3 separate regions of the Mus musculus genome follow, and regions 1 and 2 are each linked to region 3. The links are chromatin contacts, called in public Hi-C and HiChIP or PLAC-seq maps. All regions are on one chromosome and are shown on one strand. The core of a region is the stretch at or near the end of the contact, and the rest is flanking DNA. Distances in the headings are between cores, read along the strand shown.

The links. HiChIP or PLAC-seq counts read pairs in DNA pulled down with a chosen protein or histone mark. A called contact is a pair of places that touch in the nucleus more often than the background predicts.
Region 1: a Hi-C map of CD8 T cells shows a contact between it and region 3, with 4 times the contacts expected there. The contact joins two enhancer-like sites. A contact is called at or near these places in 3 of 15 datasets of contacts at CTCF or cohesin (embryonic stem cells and pro-B cells), 18 of 484 Hi-C or Micro-C datasets (B cells, CD4 T cells, CD8 T cells and 8 more) and 8 of 115 datasets of contacts at active chromatin or transcription factors (effector CD8 T cells, embryonic stem cells, large pre-B cells and 1 more).
Region 2: a contact with region 3 is called in a CTCF HiChIP or PLAC-seq map of CD8 T cells, with 5 times the contacts expected there. The contact joins two enhancer-like sites. A contact is called at or near these places in 1 of 39 promoter capture datasets (embryonic stem cells), 4 of 15 datasets of contacts at CTCF or cohesin (CD8 T cells, embryonic stem cells and large pre-B cells), 40 of 484 Hi-C or Micro-C datasets (CD8 T cells, ECoMG myeloid progenitors, the G1E-ER4 cell line and 11 more), 17 of 115 datasets of contacts at active chromatin or transcription factors (CD8 T cells, the NIH/3T3 cell line, acute myeloid leukemia and 5 more) and 1 of 9 other capture datasets (embryonic stem cells).

The regions. Positions count from the first base shown.
Region 1 is chr15:97,423,215-97,426,733 of GRCm38.p6, reverse strand. No RefSeq gene overlaps it. Among named protein-coding and RNA genes, the nearest start is that of Gm41393, 18 kb to the right of the region's middle. Within about 2 kb of position 2,198, at least 49 of the 459 cell types and tissues checked have an H3K27ac peak or open chromatin away from gene starts, as enhancers often do. A contact at or near this core is called in CD8 T cells, where this site is marked.
Region 2 is chr15:97,447,977-97,451,718 of GRCm38.p6, reverse strand. No RefSeq gene overlaps it. Among named protein-coding and RNA genes, the nearest start is that of Gm41393, 43 kb to the right of the region's middle. Within about 2 kb of position 1,823, at least 29 of the 459 cell types and tissues checked have an H3K27ac peak or open chromatin away from gene starts, as enhancers often do. A contact at or near this core is called in CD8 T cells, where this site is marked.
Region 3 is chr15:97,327,651-97,331,603 of GRCm38.p6, reverse strand. The region is part of intron 3 of Pced1b (PC-esterase domain containing 1B); the gene reads right to left. Among named protein-coding and RNA genes, the nearest start is that of Gm33325, 28 kb to the left of the region's middle. Within about 2 kb of position 2,138, at least 5 of the 459 cell types and tissues checked have an H3K27ac peak or open chromatin away from gene starts, as enhancers often do. A contact at or near this core is called in CD8 T cells, where this site is marked.

The DNA of each region.
Region 1 (3,519 bases), core at 949-3,448, 95 kb before region 3:
ATCTGTAACGAGATCTGACTCCCTCTTCTAGAGTGTCTGAACAGCTACAGTGTACTTATATATAACCAATAAATAAATCTTTTTTAAAAAATTTCAGATAAATTGAAATTATGTATCTTTTCTCATTTTAATTCAATAAACTTAAATCAAAGGGAAATTTTTTTAAAAAGTGGTTGTGTCCTATGGCTTACTACTGTAATCTAGCACTTGGGAGGCTGAGGCAAGGGATCTTTACAAGTTCAAGGCCAGCCTGAGTTATAGAGTAAGTTACCTTCAAAACAAGATAAGTTTGGGAGAATAAATATGTAATGAATATTATATCCTCAGTCTATATCAAGACCTGAAATAGAAAACAAACAAACAAACAAACAAAACAAAACAGAACAGAACAGAACAGAACAGAACAAAACTTAGCTCTCTATATGATTGCATACAATTTTTCTAAGACTTCTGGCCCCAGGGAAAAAAAGAAAGGACCCGAACGAGCCCCGCTGAAGGCCTCTGGGGTCCCTGTGCTCCCAGCAAGTTTCTTACTGGTGACTTATGGCCTGCTGCTCGCTCCCAAACTCTCTGCATTCTCCAGTAAATATCTGTGTGTCTGTCTCTGTGCCCGCCTCCCCTGCCAGTACACAACTGGCATCTGTTGTAGCAAAAATTAATTGGGGGTTTCCACCCCACCTTTGACCCAGATAAAAGCCACAAAACCTTTATATTTATAATCACCCTTAACAGCACTAGAGCTGGTCAGATGTCAACCCTCTAAGTTATTGTGTCTACTTCCCTGCCAATAACCCTGAGATATGACTTGCCATCTTCCACCTGGGCCTCTCTTACTCCAACTGGCCAGCCCTCATGGCCAGTTCTCATGAGCCCTTAACCCATGGCATCTTCTCCTCTCTCTTAACTCTCCTCCCCTCCTCATAGTCCCTGCCTCAGATCCCCAAGCCCGGGAATCCCATCTACCTGTCTCCGCCCAGCTACAGGCTGTAGGCATCTTTATTCAACTGATAGTTCTAATTTTTGTGTGTGTGTTTGTTTTTGTTTTTCGAGACAGGGTTTCTCTGTATAGCTCTGGCTGTCCTGGAACTCACTTTGTAGACCAGGCTGGCCTCGAACTCAGAAATCTACCTGCCTCTGCCTCCCGAGTGCTGGGATTAAAGGCATGTGCCACCACGCCAGGCAGTTCTAATTTTTAAAAAAGATTTACTTATTTGTTATACTGTAGCTGTCTTCAGACACACCAGAAGAGGGATGGTTGTGAGCCACCATGTGGTTGGTGGGATTTGAACTCAGGACTTCTGGGAAGAGCAGTCAGTGCTCTTAACCACTGAGCCATCTCTGGAGAGCCCTGATAGTTCTAAATTAAGGAGGAAAGTCACATAGCATCATTTGGTATACATGAGGATCTCCTTGTCTGTGAAGCAACTAGATCTTGTGGGCTGATATTTAGCATCACAGTGCATAGCAACAGGACCAAACCCTCAACAGGCACCTTGCATCGACCTCACTTTGTGCAGCAGACTCCATCCCTATAGATTTCTTTTCACTGCCATTAACTGTTCTCAACATCACCAACTGCTGCCAAATCAAGCCTTAGACACTCCGAAAGGAAACAGATACACAACAGCTCTCCCAGTGACTCGCCCTGGCTGGACTCCTTAAGTCAAGGGTAACAAATGTCTGCTGGCTGGCTGGCTGGCACCTTCTGAAGCACTCTGGTAGAAAAAGCCTTTGTAGATATGGTTATGGTGCCCAGAGGGAATTAGAGATAAGAATCACAGAGCAGATGGGGAACTTAGTAGGGACGGCTGTTAAAAATACGCACCGAGAAGGGGGCATTGAAGAAACGCCTTGACAAACTCGACGTTGAGGGAGCGGCATACACAGACAGGCCGGTGCTAAACAAGAGACCGAGGGAAGTGGACCAGACATTGTAGGGGAGCAAACACACGGAGGGAAACATAGTCCCAAGGTCAAATGGCTTAGCATCTAATCCCCCATCACTCCAGGCTCCGGAGGCTCTGACCTGCTCCAGTCTTGGTCTTGCTCTTCCTTGGTTCCCTGATGTCACAGTGAAAACAACAATACAGTTAAAATGGCAAAGTTGGGAGACACCAGGGACGAGAAATACAAGGCCTGACAGCAGCGTTCAGAGAGCCAAGCTTCACAGACAAGGAGAAGGGCGGAGCTTGGAGGAAAACAGAGGAAGCTGGCGACCACAGGCTTCATTTGGCTTCCCGGAAACTGTACTGAAGCATGCACACAACTCACTGTTGCTCTTTTGTGTATTCTTGCCGCAGATACAGCTAATTCCTGCAAAATCATTGTAAGCATGGCATAGAAGAAAGCCTTCATCTACTCCAGAAGGGAGACTACCTTGGCCCCTGGCAAGGAGTTTTATGTGAGGTAGCCCAGGAGAACTGTACTGTTCTGTTGTCTTGGCATCTGTGTTTCTTAGTGGTCAGAATTTTCCTTTGTGGTTAGACATCCTTGATTCTGCATAGATTGATCCCACTCTATCAGAAACTACAGTACCAGGGCATTCACCTACTCATGTACATCAATGAAGAATCTGTACCCTTAACATAAAACTCAACATCGTGTCGGGCATTGGTAGCACACACATTAAATCCAAGCACTTGGGAGGCAGAGGCAGGCAGATCTCTTCGAGTTTAAGGCCAGCCTGGTCTACAGAGTGGGTTCCAGGACAGCCAGCGCTGCACAGAAAAAGCCTGTCACAAACAAAACCAAACAACAAACTTCAGTGTCATTATAGTATCTTATAGTGTGACTTTGAAAGCCCCCCTTCTTTTTTGTGGGGATCATGGAATGAAATGCTCTAAAAAAAAAAAAAAAAAAAAAAAAGATCTGGTCCACCATGGCTTGGGACAGAAAAGGCTCACCTTGTTGTGCTTAAAGGGGGTTAGTTCAACAGTCAGCTAAATGGCTGACTGGGAGTACAGATTATTGGAAGAGCTATTTGTAAAATGAATTAGAAATTCTAGCTAGCCCATAGAAAAGACACACAATCCAGGTGTTTTCTTTACAAGCTGTCCGCTTAGATTGGGCAGGTTTTGGAGCTTTTCTAACTCACATCCTGGCCATGTGTCCCTTGTTGCTTGCTGTTTCTCCTGGCCACGTGCTCACGGTCCGTGTCTCCTCTCATGGCAGCTTCTGCCTCTCTCCATGTCCTTTCTACTTTCTCCCTCTCTACCTGAGACCCAACGGAAAACCTGCCTGTCATTGCCTAATCACAGGCTTTAGCCTTTTATTGACCAGTTAACTTGCGGAGCAAGGTTCACACACACAAAAAAAGGCTGGTTAGACATGACAATCCACAATCAGATCTTGGGGTATGGAATTTAGCATTCAAATACAAGCTACACCAGACCATCCTCCTACGGCTATTAATGCTTAGACAGAAAGGCAGGAGTACTGGGTTGAGGGGGGATAGGGAGCAGGCTCTGAGGAGAGTTCAGACCCCGAAGGGAGGAATCTCACAGTCTCTGTGGCAGAAAT
Region 2 (3,742 bases), core at 574-3,073, 120 kb before region 3:
GCTGGCAAGATGGCTCAGCAGTTAGAGCACTTGCTGCATACGCCTCGGGATGTGAGTTTAATCCCTGGAACCCATGAGAAGTTGGGAAAAAGATTCCACTCCACAGAGATGCTCTCTGCCTTCCAAATACGGATCCCAGTACACACACATACATGACACTAATAGCAAACTCAGTGATTATTTAAAGTATATTTGAAATAAATGAAACTGCAAAACTTAGGGCCGGTGCCTGACAATGACAACCCACACACTACATTATCCATTTACTCATTTTAAGACAGAGTAACATGCAAGCAAGTGCTCTATCACTGTACTACGCCCCTTCCTCATCATGGTTGGTTAGTCTATCATCCTATTCATGTTGTCACAAAAAACAATGAAACGTTTCTCCAAGCAGAGGACAAATGACTTCTTGTCATCTCTCCTTCTTTGGTCCCTGTCTTGGTCTACCATCACTAATCACACCAGAGTGACACCGAGCAAGAAATAGTTAAATATTTGGGATACAGATGTAAATATTTGGGGTATTGGGTACAGATACAAATGTAGGGGGTGGGGAGATGGCCAGGATTTTTTTGTTTTTGTTTATTTGTTTGTTTGATTGTTTTTGAGATGAGGTCTCATGCAGCCCAGGCTGGCCTTGAACTCACTATGTAGCCAAGGCTAGCCTCATTCTTGTGATCTTCCTGCCCACCAGCTCTCAGCTTTTTACAGAAGAGCATTTTCTTGGTTACATAGAATCCTCCCTCTGGCAACAGGCAGGGCCAGTGTAGCTGCTGCTGCCTCTTCTGACTCCATGAAAGTTTGCCTCCACCGGGGAGCTGCGTGAGCCACCTGAGACAGCTTACCTTGTGTAGGCGCAACACAATGCTGTCAAGGCCAGAGTCTCCAGGCAAGAGATGACCTTGCAGTGCACACTCAGCTTTGCCTGGAACTGAGAACTGTTGCAGGTCACTAGGCCTGCCTCTTAAGTGTCAGAATCGTTCCCATAGGGAGATGCTATGGCTGTCTTCATATTGTTACTTTAAAAAAACTTAGCAGCAACCATAGTGAACCTACTTACTCTGTAATCTAATGGGATAAGTAGACTCCAGGGAGAGAAAAAGCTACAATAGTAGCAATCTGGGTGGTCCAGCCATCTAACCGGCTGTCTGTCAAGGTAACGACCTCCCTCCCTGCCTGTACCACACAAGCAACTTGGGCATCCACTCTCAGGTTAGTAGACGCTTTGAAGGGATCACACTTTAGCGGATGCTGAATCGGACGAGCACAGGTGTTCCTTCCAGCTCTGATCGCCTGTTAGCCATTGAGTCAAAGGACAATTACACAAGCTTCCATTTTGCTTGGTTGTGTAGACCTAGACTTTGGATAACAGATGGGGAAACAGACTTTGAAACTAAAAGCCCAAGAACTAGCAGGCTATTTTTATCAGGTGGTTTTGTGTAAGCCTCGGGTTTTAAAAGTTCCCTGAAAAAAAAAAAAAAGTTGTTTGTAGGACTATGCTTGCTTACCAAGACTCTGGTCGGCAGGATAGATCTTAGTAATCCATGGAGAGCAGGCACCGTGGACACGTGCCTAGGTAGTCAGTAGCAGATCATTTATCAAAGCTTACTGCAGTTCCACAAGGACACCCCCAGGGGCTTCCGTTCCGTTTGCTTTGTAAGGAAATATGGCGGGAATTACAGGAACCTTCACTCTTTCTTGTAAGTTAGAGAGAGGCTGCTTCTGAATGAAATTCTGAACTCACAATTGAGGTGAGACCTCTGTGGGATCCCCCTCTGCTGCACTTGGAGACTTCCTGGGACTCAGAGTCCACCCACTTCCTGCTCCTGTGCCCATCACCAGCCCTGGTGTGCTTTGGGGCAGTGCTGGCTGCAGATGCAGCCCCTTGCTCTCCTGCTGAGGCAGCCTGCTCAGCTGTGAAGCTGCCTTGAAGATCACCTCTGACCAGGCTTAAAGCTCTGAAGAAAGAGGCTCTGAGAGCTCTGAGCTTGCCCCCAACCCCAGTCCCCAGCACGGACATTTTTGTTGTTTGCTTAGTATAAATAAGATCATTTGGATATAAATTCTGTCCCCGCTGTTATTATACAAAAACAGCTTTCCTATCTTTGGACTTTATAAATTTACTGTCTGTATAGCCTTTCCATAACAGAACATAAAACTCTTCCTCTCTGACGTTTCCCATTACGTTTTGAGTGTAAACTTAAAAAAAAAAAATTACCCAGTAAAATTCATTTATTTGGAATCAACCTTTAATAAGATCAGGGAAATCTAGAAATTTGGGCAAAAGTTACATGGACAACAGGGGAGGACTAATACAGGGAGTGAGGCATCTGGATAGTGAGGGCTCTGGGGAAAGGAGGTAGGAAAAGTTTAATCAGAGAAATACTAGAAGAAAACTTGATGAAATCCAGGCTGTGTCTTCAGATTGAAAGGTTCGGTAGGCTGCCTTCCTCACGAACTAGAACACCGTGAAGCCCTTCGCTGTGAAATCTCGAAAGCCCTGGCTATAAAGAGAAGTTTCTAGAAAGCTTCAACTTCCTGTTTCCCTAAGGTTCACTCTGAATTTATCTCTGAATTCTCCCATTACGGTTCCTCTTGTTCTTCCTATTGGAGATGGAAGTTTGTCACATACTCAAAACAATATCTTCTCCAACTTCTGTTTCTCCCTTTTTGAAACAGTTTCTCTAGATAGCCCAAGCTGATCAGGATATTGTGATGTACCCCAGGCTGGCTTTGAATTTTTCATCCTCCTGCTTAAGACTCTCAAATGCTGGAATTACAGGCTTGTACAGTTGGGTTCCTCCTCTCTGCACCATTTCTAAATCAGTTCGTCTCAGGCTGAGAATATATAGACTGTATATGCCGCCCAAGGAGCCATCTCTGCAGTAATCACCTGACCTGGGCAGTAGTCAAGTGTGGATCACATATGCACTTGCCCACAGCCGCCTGACCTCTATTACCAGGCTGTCTGCAGAGACTGGCTCCTACTGGCTCTGGCTGCACTCAACCAGCAGCAGCTTCTGGCTTCCTCCTGCTCATGCTGTCTCAACCCCGGGTGGTGGTAGGAGGTGAGATTAACAGGCAGGCAGCAACTGCCACAACACACACATTTTAAAATCGCCAACACCATTGTGAGAATTCTCTGGGATGAGTTCTTGATGGTACAGCCATCCATACTTCGCTACTACAGGGTGGGGGGTGTGGTTGAGACAGTAAAGACACACACACACACAGAGGGGGGAGGGGGAGAGGGAGGGAGGGGGAGAGAGGTAGAGTGGGAGGGGAAGAGGAACAGGGAGAGGGGGAGGGGAAGTGGAACAGGGAGAGGAACAGGCCAATAAAGAACATCCCTCCATGGCCTCTGAGAGAGGGAGAGAGGGAGAGGGGGAGAGGGGGAGAGGGAGGGAGGAGGGGAGAGGGAGAGGGAGAGGGAGGGGGAGGGAGAAAGACTGACAGCAGATGCAGGGACCAGCTATCATGTCTGATGCTCTGTCTGATTCGATACCTCTCTGATTCGATACCTCTCTCCCGCCTCCTTTGTGTTGTAATGATAATCGTTGTACTGGCTAGTTTTGTGTCAACTTGACACAGCTGGAGTTATCACAAAGGAGCTTCAGTTGAGGAAATGCCTCCATGAGATCCAACTATAAGGCACTTTCTCAATTAGTGATCAAGGGGGAAAGGCCCCTTGTGGGTGGGACCATCTCTAGGCTGGTAGTCTTGGTTTCTATAAGAGAGC
Region 3 (3,953 bases), core at 889-3,388:
TATGTCTGTGTGTGTCCTTTTTCTTCCCCAAGGTCTTATGTAGCCCAGGGTGGCTTTGAATTTACCATACAAACAAAGAAGACCTTAAAGTCATTCTCCTGCCTCCAATTCTGATTGTGTTAGATTACAGGTATATACCATGCTTGGCTTCTACACGGGTGTTTTAAAATCATTATAATGGTTTAGCAAGATGGTTCAATGGATAAAACACTTGCCAAGCATGATGAGAGTAAGAGACAAGCTGCCTAGAACCTACATAAAAGCCTGTCGTATGTGGTTGCCCACTTGTAATCCCAGTGTGTAACCCCAGAAGCAGAGACAGGGGACCCCCTGGGACAAGCTGGGTAGCGGGACCATCTGAACTGGCAAGCTCTTAGTTCAGAGGAGAGATCAGGCCTCAGTAGATAAAGTGGACAGAGATCAAGGGAGACACTGGGTGTCAACTTCTGGTACCCACACATACGTGTCGGGTGCTATACACACTTGTACTCATGCCTTCACACCACCCAAACATACATGTATACATGTGTGCTATACACATGGGAACATACATACTACTCATGCTTGCATAGCACACAAACATACATACATTTTTTATTCACAAAAATAGAACTTAAACAACAAGAAACCCAAGTGCCATAGTATATTCTTCTCTCTCTCACACATGTATGTATGTATGTATGTATGCACATATGTATGTATGTGTTACAAGCAACAATGGCTGTCATTTGGGAGGCTCACCAAGCATCAGCTTCTGACAAATCATAACTTATTTATGTTGATTACATATGAGGTTGATAGTCTGATAGCCATTACACAGATAAAGCTAATGGTCAAGGAACCTGCCCAACCTTTAGATTCAGCCTGTAAACTCAATCAACTAAACTTTCTTTCATTACTTTGTGTGCCTGTGTGCCACATGTGTCCAGTGCCCAGAGAGGGCAGAAGAGGGCACTGGATTCCTGGAGAGCTGAGTTACAGTGACTGTGAGGCCCTTACCATGGATACTGGAAACAGAACTTGGGTCTTCAACAAGAGCAGCTTAACCAGTGGGCTATGTTTCCAGCCCCAGAAAATTATTTTCTTTATAAAACACATAGCTTTACATCTTTTGTTATAGCAAGAAAAAAAAATGGACTGACATCGTGGTCCAGAAGCTACTGTGGGAAGAGAACCATCTGTGGTTGCCAGTGGAGTGGAGGGTGTGGTCAGCGAGGAACAGGGTTTCTAGCTGACAAGGCAATGAGGATGTAGCTCAACCCAGCGGGAAAGCTAAACAGAGACACAAAGTAAGAGCAACTGTGTCTGATGGGATAGAATAACATCTCTGCTATGCATAGGCTAGGTCTGTCTGATGGGAAACAGAGATCGACATACTGCATTAAGTAGCAAAAGCCATCAATATCTGACTTTATTATTATCATTTTAGTTTATCAAAGTGACTTTTTTAAAGGCTAAGAAAAACAAAAGGATATCGCAAAAAGAGAGCAGCGATGAGTACTGATACCATATAAAACATAATTTAATTTAAAAACAGTGGTGCAGTCAGTGATGAGCATGATACAACAGAAAGGACACTCTAAGAGTGTGGTGGTGCACAGCTGTAATCAGGAGGCTGAAGCAGGAGAAAGCGCGCACTTAAGACTAAACCTAAAGTGGGCTGGAGAGATGACTCAGAGGTTAAGAGCAGTGGCTGCTCTTCCAGAGGTCCTGAGTTCAATTCCCAGCAACCACATTACAGAGGGTGGCTCACAACCATCTGTAATGGGATCTGATGCCCTCTTCTGGTGTGTCTGAAGACAGCACCAATGAACTCCTATACATAAAATAAATAGTTCTTTAAAAAACCAAAAAACAAAAAGACTAACCTGAGGTCCACAGCCAGCTACATACCTTGTCTCAAAATGCCTAAGACAAGATGTAAAACATACACTGGCTGCCACCTTGGGTGTATTAGAAACCACAGAAGCTAAACGCATAAAGCACTCTGAAACAGAGAGAACATCAGTTAGTGTATTTTATTTGGAACTATGGAGATTCAGTGAAAGCCAAGTTAGCACTCTGGGTAACATTAGACAGCAGTGAGGCCGAAGCAGTGTGGTTTGGGAAACTCCACCCATGAGACAGTGCCTTGGCTTGGGCCTGTGTGAAACTGAAGACCTGTGAGAAAAGGCAGATGCAGGAAGGACTGTCCTAGGGAGCACTACCTAAGACCCTGGTGTAAGTCACCCTACGCTGTGACAGAAGGAACAATCTACCTCAAGATGGAGGGCAGAGTAGGCAGTGGTGGGGCAGGGGGAGGTGTAGGTGGTGGTGGGGCAGGGGGAGGTGTAGCTGGTGGTGGGGCAGGGGGAGGTGTAGCTGGTGGTGGGGCAGGGGGAGGTATAGGTGGTGGTGGGGCAGGGGGAGGTGTAGGTGGTGGTGGGGCAGGGGGAGGTGTAGGTGGTGGTGGGGCAGGGGGAGGTGTAGGTGGTGGTGGGGCAGGGGGAGGTGTAGGTGGTGGTGGGGCAGGGGGAGGTGTAGGTGGTGGTGGGGCAGGGGGAGGTGTAGGTAGTGGTGGTGAGGTAGGGGCAGTGTAAACCATGGTAGGGTGGATGAGAACAGACCCTGTCTCCTGGCCCCTCTTGCCCACTGTCCCTGGCCTTAAGTCCCCTTTGCAGGATCACAGTCCAGGACATCTCACTCTGCATTCAACGGAGCAGGAAAATAATCATTTAACTGTTTCTGCCAGCCTCAGGACCAATTCCTCATGAAGGCTCCTGTGGCAGCACAATAGTATTAATAACTGTGTGGGCTCTTCTTTTCTTCATCTGTCTTTTGCTCTGAGGGCCTCAGCCAACAACTTAGAACTGTAGGAGGAAAAGATACTTTCTTCTCCTGTTTTAAACCGTAAGTTCTTAGAAAGTACCAAGTAGAAAATATTCATATTTTTGTGCAATCGGGAAACATTACGAAATTCAGTCATATTTCCCATTACAAAAAAAAAAAAAAAAAGAATGATTTCTTTTAAAGTCAGATTTTGTAGACCATGCTTGCTGATAGAAATGGGAAGGCTGACAGGATTTCTAGATGTGTTAAGAATAAGTGGGGGGTTGGAGAGATGGCTCAATGGTTAAAAAGCGCCTCCTGTTGTTACAGAGCCCCCCCTCACCACCACCCTCCGGAGCCCCCCCCCCCCCCCCGCCCCGGGGTCAGTTCCCAGCATGCACTGGGTGACTCCAGTTCCAGGTGATCTGATGCCCTCTCCTGACATTTGTGGGCACCGGGCATGCACGTGGTGCACTTAGATGCAGTAGGCAAAACACTCAGATGTATAAGATACAAGGAAAAGCAAAACAGGAGCAAAAGTTTGGCCAAACTGTAATCAACGCTTGCTTCCTAATTTTCTCTAAAATAGAGCAAAACCAAGGTGGTGTTCCTGGTGCTAGCTACCCCGTAACAACGCTCAAAAGAATTTTTTTTTTTAAGTAGAAAAAGAAAAAAAAAAAAGTTGCCGGGCGTGGTGGCGCACGCCTTTAATCCCAGCACTCAGGAGGCAGAGGCAGGCGGATTTCTGAGTTCAAGGCTAGCCTGGTCTACAGAATGAGTTCCAGGACAGCCAGGGCTATACAGAGAAACCCTGTCTCAAAAACCAAAAAAAAAAAAAAAAAAAAAAAAAAAAGTTATAGGATGCAAAATTTACGATCGGAAAAGCAAAGCGGTGAAGATAGTAGTGGAAACCGTGAGGTAAGGCCAGCAGGGTGAACCAACAGGAGCGCGGATGAGCGAGAGACAAGGAAGCGCTCGCTGGAAGCGGCTGCACCGAGTTAGTTAGGGGTAGCATCTCGCCGAGAGAAGGCTCAGTGGTTAAGATCTGCTTGCTCTTGCTTTAGACCCAAATTTGGTTCCTAGCACACACGGTGGCTCACTGGGCCCTCTGGTGGCCACTGTGGGTACTACACATGCACATGGCG